Regions from separate parts of the Mus musculus genome. Here regions 2, 3, 4 and 5 are each linked to region 1. A link is a contact called in public HiChIP or PLAC-seq data. All regions are on one chromosome and are shown on one strand. Each heading gives the region's core, a stretch centred on a gene start, on an enhancer-like site or on the middle of the called end of the contact. The rest is flanking DNA. Distances are from core to core; before and after follow the strand shown. Region 1 has its middle 37 kb from the start of Gm34655. Region 2 holds the start of D830035M03Rik (RIKEN cDNA D830035M03 gene). Region 3 has its middle 8.0 kb from the start of Gm34323. Region 4 overlaps Gm39458 (a long non-coding RNA gene). Region 5 has its middle 74 kb from the start of Gm39459.

Region 1 (2,683 bases), core at 115-2,614:
GGCCAGACCCAGTCACAGGGGCTCCTGGAGGGGCTGTTCACTATGCCACAGGACTTTCTGCCCTTTCCTAATCAGTTAGGAATTGCCTCCTTCCCTCTGTCCTTTCTTTGTTCTTTAAGTTGTGTGTACATACTCTTGAGTGTGTGTGTGTCTGTCTGTGGCAGTTAGGGGCTGATGTCTAGGCAGATTAACTTTAACTGGCAGAAAAAAACAAGCCTGTATCAATGCCTTTCTCAGTCTCTACCTCATTCATTTATTCATTCATTAATTCACTCACTCATGTGCATGTGTGCTCATCACGGGGGCCCTTGCCTTTTATCATGTGGGTCCCAGGAATCAAACTCAGGTCATCAGGCTGGGCAAATGCCTTTACTGGCTGAGCTATCTCAAGGGGTTTCTGCTTTATTTTTTGAGACAGGGTCTTTCATTAGACCTGGGATATCCTGTTGTGCTTTATAAAAGGAAAAGAAGGCAGGGATATGTTTGGTGGAGTCGTGGTATAATGTGGGGGAAGGGGGTGCCTCTGAGGGCCCATGCTGAGGCATTACTTTCTTGCTCCTCCCCCCAGTCCACCTCCCACCCCCACTCCTGCCCCAAGGTACCATCCACACTACCGCATAGTTTATGTAGGGCATGGGGAGGGGAGTTGATGGGGTAGTAAAGACAGAGAAAGGTGGGGGGGGAGTAGAGGCCGACCATGAGCGCGTGGAGGGGGGGGGGAGGGAATGGGGTGAGAGGGGGAAGAGCAAGAGGAGAAGAGAGCAAGAGAGTGAGGAGGGGGGCAAGCAAGCAGCCCCTTTTATAGTGAATCAGGCACACCAAGCTGTTGCCAGGCAACTGTGGGGCGGAGCCTAGACAAAATGCCAACACTGTCCCTGTGGGTGCTGGGACTCAGACTCAGGTCATCGTGTTTGTGAAGCACTGTACTCGTTGAGCACTCTCCAGTCTCAGCACTTTCATCCTTACTTGTAGACGTGCACACAGCTATTTGGATATACCATGTGGCTGTTACTTTGAGAAGTTGGCTATTTCAAGGAATTGATCCATTCGCCAGCATATCGTAACCCTCTAGATGGCATCGAGCCCTGAAGCGATGGGCCCACCTTTCTCCCCACACTTGCCTTTCATGCTAAGGCCGTGTCTATTCAGGGGAATTGTTGGGTCTGAGCGTCTCAGCTCAGGAAAGCGGCAGGAGTGGCTTCTGGAAGGAAGAAAGAAGGCCCCGAGGGAAATAAAGACTAAGTGTGGGGGAGGGCTGGACTTTCCCACCTCCCTGGAGGAGGGGCGGCAGAGGAAGGAGGCAGACGTGGTCACGTGGGGGTGAGCTCATTAGTCCTGGGACACCAGCTGCGCTATTCTTAGGGCGGTTTCCAGTCGTGGACAGATGTTCTTAGGCGCGGTTCCAGCCAAGCTCACTTCCCGCAAATGGTATAATACAGGGTGTGGAAAAGTCGGGGTTCACTCTGGTAGATAGTTTGCCCAGGCAACAGTGCCTTTTTTTTTTAACCACAGAGTTTTCCCTTTTCCGTCTTTTTATTTTTCCTGTCTTTCTCTCCGTTACTTTTCTCTGTTTTCTCTTCCCTGTCCTTCTCCACCTCTCCCTCTCTCTCGACCCTATTTTCCAAGTTCTCTTTCTGTCTGTCCTTCTTCCCCATCCCTCCCACTTCCGTGTGAAACTTGGTCGCTGCGGGACACAAAGCCTGTCCGTCCTGATCAACTGTGAACCTCAGCCTTGCTTAGATAGTGTCAGGTGTGCTGGGAGGTCTGGGGGTCACCCTGGGTGAGAGCTGTTAAGTTACAGGAGCCTGGTTTGAATTGCAGGTTGGTATCTTCCTGTCCTCAGAGTGTGGCAGCAGGCTGAGAAGTAAGCCTGGGGCAGAGGGGACAAGCTTGTGTGACATTAGCCAGCTGGTCATATTTTCTGCTGCTGTCCTGGGTCCAATCACAGCCTCCACAGGACAGACTCGCTGTTACACTGTTCTCACTGTCGGAGGCTTTGAGGCAACATATCCCGGGCGTGGCCTCTCCGTGGACGCTCCCTAACATTTATTTCAAAGTGCAGGAGTCTTGATCGGTTTAAGTTTGTAACTGTAGCAGAACTTCCTGATTATACACACAACATAAGGAAGTGGTCTGTGTACAAATGAGGGGCGTTTCTGACTAATTGTGGTCACAGCTGCCCGAAGACAATTTTAAAGGAGAATTTCAAAGACAAGTCAGTATATCTGCTTAGAAAAATACTTATGGATTTAAAATTATTGTTGAATTGTTAAAATAAAAATCAAAGATTTGGGGTTAGGAGGAAGCCCCAGACCTGACTATGTGGTGAGATGAACAAATACTGAGCCCAGCAACTGAATTCTGTGGTCCGTTCCTTTTCATTTGGGGACCGAGTCTTTGCCTTTCCTAACTTTCCTGTGTCTGGATCATAGATTATAAGGCTTCTGCTTGAAGTTGCTCCTCCTCTTCTTAACATCCGTGAGCTGGACCAGAGAAATGGCTCAACAATTCAGAGCACTGGCTGCTCCCCCATAGGACCTACAACACATACACGTCACACACACGCATACCACCCACACTCACACATATGATTATATGCATATCACATATACATACCACACATAAATACACATTACACACACACTCATACCACATACATTCACACACAGATCCCACACATACA
Region 2 (2,683 bases), core at 58-2,557, 820 kb before region 1:
TATATAATTTATTAAAAACTTCTCAAGGACTGGTGAGGTGGCTCAGGCTTGCTGATGGCCTGACAACCTGAGTTCCTGCTCCAGGACCTACATGAAGGTGGAAGATGCTCAAGACTATTAATTCAAATATTCGTAAGCTAGAGTTTTTCAAACCATGGTATAAGAATAAAACTGAGTAAGTAGTGTGCCTGAAACCTGACTGGTGGATGTAGGGGCATACAAGTGTATTCATTTTTACAACCCTAAAGCAACAGGCCATGCATAGAAACATTAGGAGCGGCCACTTTGTACAATAGAAGTCACTGAAACATGAGCACTACACTCCAGATATTCATTTCCTTTTTTAAACTACAGTAATGGACTTCGAGAGACTTCCCAGGAGTTGCTGCTCTTACACAAGACCTGGGTTCTGTTCCCATGGTCTCATAACCAGCTGTTATTCCAGTTCCAGGGGATATGACACCCTCTTCTGGCCTCTATGGTACATACACCCAACCACATAAAAATAAAATCTTTTTAAAAAGGAAATTGTAGTAGCGATTGGACCTACTGCTACATCTTGTTGAATGGATTGCTAGACAGAAACATAGTATGTATGCTATCTATGGCTTCTAATGTCTTGCATCAGGCCTCCAATACTATTTCAACACGAAGGCAACAGGTTTGACCTACAAAAAGGTTAAGAATTCCAAATTTTTAGTCTACTGCTTTGGTCTAGAAAGCCAACCACCTGCATAGGTGGTTTACATAGGTTAAGACGGTTCTCCACTGTCCACTGATGGTTGTGCACGGTTACTCTTTACAGTTACTTCATCTGCTCGCTCACACTCACCTAGCAACCACCAGACACCCATCCTGCACGGGACTTGCATCCGACCTTAGGAGGCTCCGCAGAGGAGAGCTCGGGCGGGATGGTAGCGCGTTCTCTCCACGCACACCTGACTCTGCTAGAGGCTAGGTCGTGACACCTGAGACAAACAGGTTAAGCTTAGTAGAGACTGCAGCATCGGAATCCCGGGGCTTGGAGGAAGGGAGAATTCCCAGGTGGCACCCACAAGGGTTCTGCAAGGAACTCAGGGGTCTCGGGAACCCTGGGGGCTGGGGAGGGCGGCGGAGGCGCAGAGCGCGGTCCCCGCTGGTTGCAAGTCCAGACCCCCGGGGGCACGTTTCTCGCCGTTGCACCCGGAAGCGCCTCCGCCCGGCGCCTCGGGCGGGACGGACCGCGGCTGCCCGCAGTGGGCTCCCGCCCGCTCCTCGCTGGCCCCCGGCTCGGCGCTCCGGGGCGGACGCGCGGTGCGTGCGGACGGTCACGTGGCGGCGGCGCGCGGGGCTAAATACGCGGCGCCGGCCATTTTGTGCGAGAAGCCGCAGCGCCGCCTCCCTGCTCGCGCCCCACCGCCGCCTCCGCGTCTTCCTGCGCCCCGGGCTTCCGCCGCTTCATTGATTTCCGTTTCTCGCCGCTGCAGCCTCCTGACACGGTGATCCGGGCGGGCCCCGCGGGAATTCTATCCTCTCACCGGCCTCACACTAGTGTCGCATGTCCACTATCCAGAACCTCCAATCTTTCGGTAAGGGCCAGTGGCCGGCCGCCGCCCGCGTCCCTCTGGGCTTTGTCTCGGCGCCCAGAAGATGGCGACGGGGGGCTCCCCGCGACCCTAGCCCGGGGGATGCCCCTCTCCGGGCCTCGGACACGGCCTTAAGTGGGCCTGCGACTCCGTAGAGGCGAGGGCCCGACCGGCAGGCGCTTGGGGAACTTGACACTGGCAGGAAGACAAGGGTCTCGGGGACTCACAGGACGGTCGGGGGACACGCCAGGGCTGCAGGGGGACCCGCCAGAGGCTGGGGGGACTGACAGAAAGGCCGGGGGCTTCAGAGACCCGTAAGGGAGCTACAGTACTTGCCAGGGCTGCAGAGACTAGGACTAGGGGCTTGCAGGGAACCTGACAGTGACAAGACGCTGGGAGTCTCTGGTGTTATCTCTCTTGTGGCCTCGGGGCTGGCCAGGGCTTTGCAAGGAGACTGGAGGGGTGGGGCCCAGAAGCTGGAGAACCTGACAGCTTTAGGGTGACTGCGAGACCTGTGACTCTCAGACGACTCACAAGTGTGTGTGTGTGTGTGTGTGTGTGTGTGTGTGTGTGTGTGTGTGTTGGGGCATGGGGGGCGGGGGGTGGCCTTGCTCAGTCCTTGCTGGGAGGGAAGGGAAGTTAAGGGCTTAGAGGATCTGCGACTCAGTCGGCCAGGACTGGAGGGGGGGGGGGTGCCAGAGAGACCTGTCACTGACCGGAGCTGGGGTGGGGCTGGACCCAGCTGGTTTTAAGCAGCCCCCAGAGGCGTCTGTTTGAAACACTTAGGAGAGAGGCCTCTGATTTGACTTGGAAGTGGCCCTGTTGTCTCTGCTTGCAATCATTTTGTAAATTACACCTCGTGAGGTTGCATGTATATGTTTATATGTGTTTTATAAGGCTCAGTTACTATGTTAACTAATTGGGGTGGGTGTTTTTGAATGTTGTAGTCGAAAAATAGTGGCGGTGACGCATGTTCTTGTGGCGGCTGTATGAAGGCTGTATGAAATTAGGGTTTCGTAAATGTTTTCTGTCTCATTTGCTGGTGGCTTCCACAGTGGTGGTCTCTACTTTTAAGCTCAGATATCGGCATACAGAGCCTGCTTAGGTTTTTCTCCTTT
Region 3 (2,683 bases), core at 95-2,594, 720 kb before region 1:
AGATAAAGGTCTAAAGGGTGGAATGGTGGCTTGGCATGGTGAGTATACTTTTCCACGTGCTCAGTGACATTCTCACATTCCATCTGGGGGTGTGAAGGTTGCCCTGGTCCATCAGCCTGCATCTCTGATCTTTTTTTTTTTTTTAATAGAATACCTTTTACTTATTTTTCAATAACTACACACATGTAAACAATGTATATTGGTCATATACACCCCTAACCATCCTCTCCATTCTTCCCTCCCCTGGACACTCCAATTCACTACCTCCCACTTTTTCTTCCAACCTCCTCTCTCTGTGTCTGTCTGTCTGTCTCTCTTCTCTCTCTGTCTCCACTGAGGCTAACTGGTGCTGCCCAGTGGAGTGTCCACTGATCCCCTTGGCTTGCTCTTGGTCAATAGCCACAGCTGTAGTGTGTTCATGGGTGTAGTGTCAAGTCCAGAGGACAACCCTCCTCCCATCTTTCCTCCCATCCCTCCTCCCATCCCTCCTCCCATTCCTCCTCCCCATCCTCCAGCTCTTACATTCTTTTTTTATTTTATCTTCTTCAATTTTATTTTATTTTGAGACAGGCTATCACTGTGTAGCCTGCCTGGCCAAGAACTTGCTGTATAGAAGACTGGCCTGAAACAGAGATTTGCCATCACACCAGGCAGCTCCTACACTCTTTGTGCCTCCTCCTACAGCCAGCCATTGGCAGAAAGTCCCATGTAGGGCTAGCCCTCAACACTCGCTTACTCTCAGCACATGGGCAGCTGTGAGTCTCCGCATTAAGTGCTCAGCACAGCACATCGAAGCTGCTTCTGGCCAAGGCAGAGGCAGCACCCATCTAGAGTATAAAACAAGCGTTTAGAAGGCCATGTAGCTTAGTAAAACAACAGCAGGCGGTTCCCCTCCATGGCTTGTGACACCCTGGAGTCTCTGACCGTTGACCAGGCCACAACACCAGGCCTGGGCCCCCTCCTGTGCAGAGGCCTCAGATCCAGCAGAGCAGCTACATTGTTCCCAGGGCTTTTTGACTTTCTTTTCTGATGGCTGGAACTGTATCTCACTGTGGTTTTTAATTTGCATTCACTTGATGACTAATGAGGGATAAACCTGTTTGAACCAGTTGTACAACCTGTTCAGAGTTTTGTTTTGCTTCCAAGAGAATTACGTCTTGTTTGTTGGTTTAATTGTGTGTCCTTGTTACCCTTGTAATTTGAGAAATATAGATGAAAAGGCAGGATTCCTGTCTTGAGGGAAATTCACAGAACAATCAACATGTCAACATAGTATTATATGTGAAATACAAAAGGGGGGTAGAGGACAGGGCGGAAGTGCGATGCTGGCAGGGGAGTCATTCAGAGTCTTCTTTGCTGACTCACGCAGTCGGTTGCACATGCTGCTGAGGAATAAACTAGAAGGGCACAGATTCCATTCTCTTAGGATTCGTTTCTTAAATCATGTGTGCATGTGTGCACACACATGTGCATACTTTCTATGAATGTGTGCACACACATATGCATGCTTTCTGTGAATGTGTGCACACACATGCATGCTTTCTATTCATGTGTGTGTGTGTGTGTGTGTGTGTGTGTGTGTGTGTGTGTGTAGACACAGGCATGCGTTCGTGCAGGGCACTGATCCCTGGAGCCAGAGTTACAGAGTTGAGTTGTAGGCAGTGGCTTCTGCTGCTGACTTGTATACTGTAAGCTAGCAGTCCAGTGAGCTTTTGGGTGATTCTCCAGTCTCTGCCTTCTATCTCACCAAGGAGGCATGCTTGACTTACAGATGTATGCTAACACACCTGGCTTAAATTCCCCCCAATCCCCATATCCCCACTGAGGCAGCGGTTCTCCATGTAGCCCTGGCTGTCCTGGAACTTACTTTGTAGACCAGGCTGACCTGGAACAGAGATCCATCTGCCCCTTCCTCCTGAGTGTTGGGATTAAAGGTGTGCACCACCACGCCTGGCTTGCTTTGGGTGTGTGTGGGGGTGGGAGGGTGGGGGGTGGTAAGGATTGAATTTAGATTCTCACATCGAAGGCTTTAGCCTGCTGAGCTATCTCTTGGCTCCAGATCTTTTGATTTTAAACTTAATGCTTTGTACACTGCCCATGGTTATCCCAAACACACCCTTAACACTACGTCTTCGTTACTCACTGTCTCTCCTGGTGCTTCCTTTCATGTGTGAAGCCGAAGGCCCCTTATTCATTTTTCATAAGCAGAAGTCAGGCATCTCATCTAAAAAGAATGCATTCATTCCACACGTCTGTTTACTTATACACAGATGTGTATTTTCAATTTCTTCCTTTCCGGTTCAGGAAGCTGCTGGTAATAAATTTTCATTAAAGTGGTACAAGATCGGAAAGTGAAATAAGCCCCAGCACATTTTCCTAAGTAATCAACAGAATCCCAAAGTGAGAGCCAATTATAACCCTCAGGATCCGCCCCCGCTCATTCAAATGCAGTTATCACAGGGTAGAGCCCAGTGGGGGGCTGCCCACTTCCCCTCAGCTTTTTTTTCACCCCCTTTCTCCAGCTCCAACATCTGAACAATCAGTCCTTCAGCCTCCCAACCTAAGACTTGAGACTTTGTGTCTTGTGTTGATTAAGAAGATGCCAGTCAGGACGAAGTCAGACATGGATGTGTGATAGAGGCTCAGTGCGTGGCTCACTCAGTATTCACAGTTTTTACTTATC
Region 4 (2,683 bases), core at 119-2,618, 630 kb before region 1:
GGCCCATTCCACAAAAATTATATTATATAATTATTTATTTTCCTAACTGAAATTTGGATTTTTCTCTTTGACCCAGAGTTCTATAATATTTTATGATATTTATTTATTTATTTATTTATTTATTTGCTTGGCTATTTTTTAGAGAGGGTCTCACTCTATAGGCCTGGCTGTGCCAGAACTCTCTGTGTAGACCAGGCTGGCCTTTAACTCACTGAGATCTATCTGCCTCTGCCTCATGATTGCTGAGATTAACCATGCGCATCACCACACCCTGCTAGTTATATAGTATTTACATTTTTTTTCTGTGTGTTATAGTGAAATATAAGCTAGCCAGGGCTATATAATGAGGCTCTGTCTAAAAATAAATAAACTGTTTTTCAAAGAATATCAGTAAGAAAGTAAAAACAAGAACCAGGCATGGTGGCACAAACATCTAATCCCAGGAGGCAGAATTCAAGGCCAGCCTTGTCTTCATTATTAGCCACAGGAAAGCCAGAGTTACAGAGTCAGAACCTGCCTCATTCATAAAGACAAACAAACAAATAAGGGAATGTAAAATGAGGAAAAAAAATCTTTAAACATCACTCATTGTATGTAAATATCATATAAAAAGAGTTCTTATGGTTTAATAATAAAAGACAAGCCAACTTAAAAATGGTCAAGGAAGCTGGGTACGGTGGCTCACGCCAGTAATCTCAGCACTTGGGAGACTAAGGAAGGAGGAATCAGAATGTGAGGCCAACCTAGAGGACACAGTAAGTCTGAGACCAGCCGGGGCTCCATAATGAGAGCATGTCTCAAAACAAAGACAAAAATCAAAAGGGCACAGTAGCAGCAACAACAACAGACAGACCTTGATAGATATTGCTGTAACAAAGCAGACGTGGGAAGACGTTAGTCCTCATTGTTAGTCCAGGAAATGAAAAGGCACTGGGGCAGCTGCAAAGGGAAACAAACCCGAAGTAACAACAAAGGTGCATGCGCAAGGACTTTGCAGAAGTAGAAGGAGCTTTCAGTGCTGGCTGGAAGGAACAAAGTTAAAACCTGCTGGATAACTCTGTAGCTGCCAGCTGCCAGCTGCCACGGTTACTGGGTTCCTGAAAGGAAAGATGGGGTTGGATGGGAAAGGCATCGAGAGAAATAACAGGCCAAGTCAAAGTTCTCTGATCAAGGCCCAAGGTCTTCTCCTTATGAGTCTGAGCTTATAAAGGGGAGGGGGGGGGAGGGCGGAGGGCGGACGACCCATCCCCCACCATGCCAGGATTTCCAGGTCACACGGTCAGGATCTGTCAGCTGCTCAGAAGGTAGCTTCTAGCAGGAAGCTGCAGATGTGGCAGACAAAAGACTTTACCTAGTTCGGAAGACTCCACCCTCCACGAGCTAGCTACGCGGCAAACCTGGTCTGAACCAGCCTGCTCAAGGCTGTGGGGAGGGCACTGTAACTCAACCCCTCTTTGCCTTAAAAGGTTAAATACAATGTTGCCCTCTGATAGGAAGTTCCACTCCTGGTATACACACAAGACAAAGAAAAGTGAGTCCACATTAAAAAAAAAAAAAAAGTCCAACTGCAGAACTCAGCGTTATCTGTCAACATCTGTGCTTTTCTAGGTCAGTCCCAGGTCCTGAATAAAGATGCAGAGGTTTATTTAGTTATGAATTAACGCTTAGGCCTTCAGTTAGGCTCATTCCCCAACTAACTAATAACTCAAGTAACTATTCTATGTCTGCCATGTGGCTGGTTACCCCGCCTCAATTTCATATGTCCACTTTCCTCCGTCTAGGTGACGAATCCCTAAGACCCGACTCTGCCAGAATTCCTGTCTCTTCCTGGAAGTCCTGCCACTTCTCTACTCCCTCGCTGTAGGCCTTTTAGCTCTTCATGGGTAGGTGATGCTTTTACACGGTGCACAAGAGATGATCTCAACAATTATTCTTGACAGACAGTACAGGTGCCCACAAACTGACGAATGACAAGCAGTATAGCTATAACACGTACTACTTATTAATGACAAGCAGTATATCTGTAACACAGAAGAAAAGCAGGGGCCGAGGCAACTGTGAGCCACCTGACCCAAGAGCTCTGAGCAGAGCTGAACTCTGGCCCTTTGAGAGAACAGTAAGCACTCTTACCAAGGCTCCATCCCTCAGACCTTGCTTTTCTTCTGAGATGATAAAAGTGCTCTAAAATTAGATTATGGCAGCTGGACATGGTGGCGCATGCCTTTAATCCCAGCACTCGGGAGGCAGAGGTAGGCAGATTTCTGAGTTCGAGGCCAGCCTGGTCTACAAAGTGAGTTACAGGACAGCCAGGGCTACACAGAGAAACCCTGTCTCAAAAAAAAAAAAAAAAAAAAAAAAAAAAGAAAAGAAATTAGATTATGGCGATGGACACAACGCTGTGAGTGTAAAACCGGAAGTGTGTACTTTAAACAGATCAATTTTATGGTATGTAAATTATTTGTCTATGGAACTGTTTAAATAAAACCACCATACAAGGCCCCAGGGCTAATCCATAAAGATGTAAAGGCAGACTACAGTGCAGATGCTCACTGAGATACTGGGCTTACCTCGCTCACTCCAGCCTCCTGACTTGCCCAGTACAATAGATAGAGTCTAGGGGCTGTGAACCGTGAGTGGTGGTTGAAGATGCCACGCAGGGGGAAAGGCTGCTGCACGCACACAG
Region 5 (2,683 bases), core at 91-2,590, 550 kb before region 1:
TGTTTTTTTACTGATCCACTGAGTCTACTCAGTGGTGTGCACCCGTGCATGGCTGGGGGCTATCCACTAGTAGCCAACAGTTAAAAAGCAGTGACCCTTCCTGTTACTGCAGACACCAACTGCCTATAGCCCCTCAGGGGCCTTGCCTTCTGACTCCATGCAGAAGTTTAACTGGCTTGATCTTGTGCAGGCCTTGGACAGGTAACAACATGAAACAGGGTCTCTCTCCGAACCTGAGATTGCCTTTTCAGTTAGACTGGCAAGCCAGAGAGCTCCAGGAACCCTCTGTCTCTGCCCTCCCAACCTGTTCTCCATAATGCTAAGCTTCCAGGTATATGTTCCCTAGGCTATATGGGATCTAAGAACCCAGGTAATCATGCTTGCTCAGTGACGATGCCATCTCCCTGGTCCCCAGGAAAAGGTCTTTCCTGTGTGGTAGAAACAGCATGGATTTTGGGATCATGTGAACCTTGGTTTAAATTCTAGTTTTGTGACCCTCCAGCACATGAACTTGGGTGAGAATGTTACTTTTGAATCTCTGCCTCATCCCCAAATGTATCTCTGTCACTTCATAAAACATCATGAAAATCTGGCTCTTACTGGAGGTCACCATATTCGGCCTTGATGCAACCATTTTGTTTAGATCCACCATTTTGAAAATGGTGGTCAATTAAATTCTCTCCACGCCTATGTCTGTGGAAAAAGCAATTGGATTTGGTTTTATTCATTTTGATGAGGCCTCAGAGCAATATTCTGGAAGTCCCCCAAGTAGCATGGACCATATCTTTTCCGTTCAGGAAAAAGATGGTATCCAAAGCTACACATTTAATCTACCTCTGCCTCATTGATGGATACCACCTATTGTGTACTTGAAATGAAGGGAAGGTTTTTTGCAAACACAGAGAGACTGGCAGACAGCTTACAGGATAAATCAGCTTGGATGGAACCAGAGGATTTCTGCTGCGGAGGCAACAGGCGATGGCAGTCTGCGTTGGTGCCCAGCCCAGAAAGTGGGGCTGAGACATAGCCCCATGTGCTCAGTTCCAAAGTGTTTGTCGCTCAGCACTGTGGGCACACTTCCTGCTGGCCAGCCCAGGAGAGACAGCTGCTCAAGGCCGCACACCAGGGGAACTTGTTTAGGAGGGATTTAGATGACAAAAGGAAGGCTGCCTCCAGGGTAGGGAGGAATAGGCACAGCTGCTGCTTAGTGTGGAGTCCCAGACAATAAAAGGGACAGGAGAACAGACAGATCACCTTCACTGGGTGACAGGCCTCTGGGTGGGGTTTCTGCACCCTGCCCCCACCCTAGGCTCCCAGCCAAAGAGGAAGAATAATGAGAAAGCACTCCTACCACACACAGCAGCCAGGCAAGATTCTCTTCCCCAAGGAAAAAGCAGGGGGACACATGCAGTTAAGGTCAGGGTCCTTGCAATCTGGTCATTCGGTCACGTCCTGTCTGAGCCACTTTCTAGGTGTGTGAGCATGAATAGGTAGTTTGCTTTTGTCAGCTTGACACAAACCTAGACACTTCTGGGGTGAAGGAATCTCTATTGAGGAAGTGCCTCTATCAGCTTGACCTGTGAACACGTCTGTTTGGCATTTTCTTGGTCACTAGTTGGTGTAGGTGGGCCTAGCCCACCATGGGTGGAACAATCCCTAGTCTGTTCCCTCGCAGCTTCTGCTTCAGTTCCTGCTTCCGGCTTCCTGCCTTGGCTTCCCTGGATGATGGAAGTTGTAAGGCAAATAAACCCCTTCCTCCCAAGAGGCTTTTTGTTTGTTTGTTTGTTTGTTTGTTTGTTTGTTTTTTCGAGACAGGGTTTCTCTGTATAGCCCTGGCTGTCCTGGAACTCACTTTGTAGACCAGGCTGGCCTCGAACTCAGAAATCCGCCTGCCTCTGCCTCCCGAGTACTGGGATTAAAGGCGTGCGCCACCACGCCAGGCTTCTTCTACTTCTTCTTTTTTTTTTTTTTTTAAATCAGAGCAGCAGAGAAGAAACTCAGACGGCTGAGTTATGTATCGTAGTTACTTTTACAGGGGATGATATACAAGTCGCCAACAATTAGCCAGTGGTGGAAGGGTTTATTCAGGTTCGTGGTTCCCAGAGTCCTGGGAAACCAGGTGATCATCTACCTCATCTGCTGTTTGGGGAATTGTATTTTATAACTGATCGTCACTAAAACTCAAAATACACAAATAGCACATTGTTAGGAACATGCACCTGTGTTTTGAAAACACAGAGTGGGATCTGATTTCGCAAGGACAACGAACACACAACCTGGTGTCATTCACAGTAAAATTTAAACAACAAGATTTATTGAAATAAGTTCTTAGGATTTTATTTTTCAGTATTATGTACATTTTAATCTAGATTTTACTTAAAAACAAAAATGTCTGATTTTAGGAGTGGTTATTACTGTTTCATGAGTAAGAACTGCCATGATAGGCTACTGAGCCACATTTTTCTTAAATATTTAATTTAAACTGAGGCTGTTTATAGATGATTATACAAGGCAACAAGACAGATGGAAGTTTGTCATTAAAAAATGATGGCATTTACGATGACATCATTGGATACTTAAAATTTTAATGCCACATGTTACAGTGATATCTAATAAAAGAGAAAACTACAGTAATCTGCTCAGATCAGCCATTGCATAAATGTGTGTATTAATTGCTTTGTTT

The links. HiChIP or PLAC-seq counts read pairs in DNA pulled down with a chosen protein or histone mark.
Region 2: a contact with region 1 is called in an H3K4me3 HiChIP or PLAC-seq map of embryonic forebrain, with 5 times the contacts expected there. The contact joins the promoter of D830035M03Rik here to the enhancer-like site in region 1. A contact is called at or near these places in 2 of 39 promoter capture datasets (cranial neural crest and pre-B cells), 5 of 115 datasets of contacts at active chromatin or transcription factors (embryonic brain, embryonic forebrain, extraembryonic endoderm stem cells and 2 more) and 1 of 9 other capture datasets (liver).
Region 3: a contact with region 1 is called in a FOXA1 HiChIP or PLAC-seq map of pancreatic cancer cells. The contact joins two enhancer-like sites. A contact is called at or near these places in 9 of 115 datasets of contacts at active chromatin or transcription factors (the NIH/3T3 cell line, cardiomyocytes, embryonic limb bud and 6 more).
Region 4: a contact with region 1 is called in an H3K27ac HiChIP or PLAC-seq map of embryonic stem cells, with 7 read pairs. The contact joins two enhancer-like sites.
Region 5: a contact with region 1 is called in an H3K27ac HiChIP or PLAC-seq map of embryonic stem cells, with 5 read pairs. The contact joins two enhancer-like sites. A contact is called at or near these places in 2 of 115 datasets of contacts at active chromatin or transcription factors (embryonic stem cells and pancreatic cancer cells).

The regions. Positions count from the first base shown.
Region 1 is chr9:121,312,932-121,315,614 of GRCm38.p6, forward strand. It overlaps a transcript of Trak1 not described here. Among named protein-coding and RNA genes, the nearest start is that of Gm34655, 37 kb to the left of the region's middle. RefSeq lists an enhancer at 1-2,016. Within about 2 kb of position 1,365, at least 370 of the 459 cell types and tissues checked have an H3K27ac peak or open chromatin away from gene starts, as enhancers often do. A contact at or near this core is called in the NIH/3T3 cell line, embryonic brain, embryonic forebrain and 6 more, where this site is marked.
Region 2 is chr9:120,491,274-120,493,956 of GRCm38.p6, forward strand. D830035M03Rik (RIKEN cDNA D830035M03 gene) reads right to left here and starts at 1,308. Exons shown (of 2, transcript NR_166642.1): 1 at 833-1,308. It overlaps Eif1b (eukaryotic translation initiation factor 1B), which reads left to right and starts at 1,333. Exons shown (of 4, transcript NM_026892.3): 1 at 1,333-1,568. The coding sequence starts at 1,538.
Region 3 is chr9:120,592,562-120,595,244 of GRCm38.p6, forward strand. No RefSeq gene overlaps it. Among named protein-coding and RNA genes, the nearest start is that of Gm34323, 8.0 kb to the right of the region's middle. Within about 2 kb of position 1,345, at least 53 of the 459 cell types and tissues checked have an H3K27ac peak or open chromatin away from gene starts, as enhancers often do. A contact at or near this core is called in the NIH/3T3 cell line, embryonic stem cells and pancreatic cancer cells, where this site is marked.
Region 4 is chr9:120,678,668-120,681,350 of GRCm38.p6, forward strand. It overlaps Gm39458 (a long non-coding RNA gene), which reads left to right. Exons shown (of 3, transcript XR_871370.1): 2 at 1,782-1,883. Among named protein-coding and RNA genes, the nearest start is that of Gm39458, 4.6 kb to the left of the region's middle. Within about 2 kb of position 1,369, at least 45 of the 459 cell types and tissues checked have an H3K27ac peak or open chromatin away from gene starts, as enhancers often do. A contact at or near this core is called in embryonic stem cells, where this site is marked.
Region 5 is chr9:120,758,816-120,761,498 of GRCm38.p6, forward strand. No RefSeq gene overlaps it. Among named protein-coding and RNA genes, the nearest start is that of Gm39459, 74 kb to the right of the region's middle. Within about 2 kb of position 1,341, at least 66 of the 459 cell types and tissues checked have an H3K27ac peak or open chromatin away from gene starts, as enhancers often do. A contact at or near this core is called in embryonic stem cells, where this site is marked.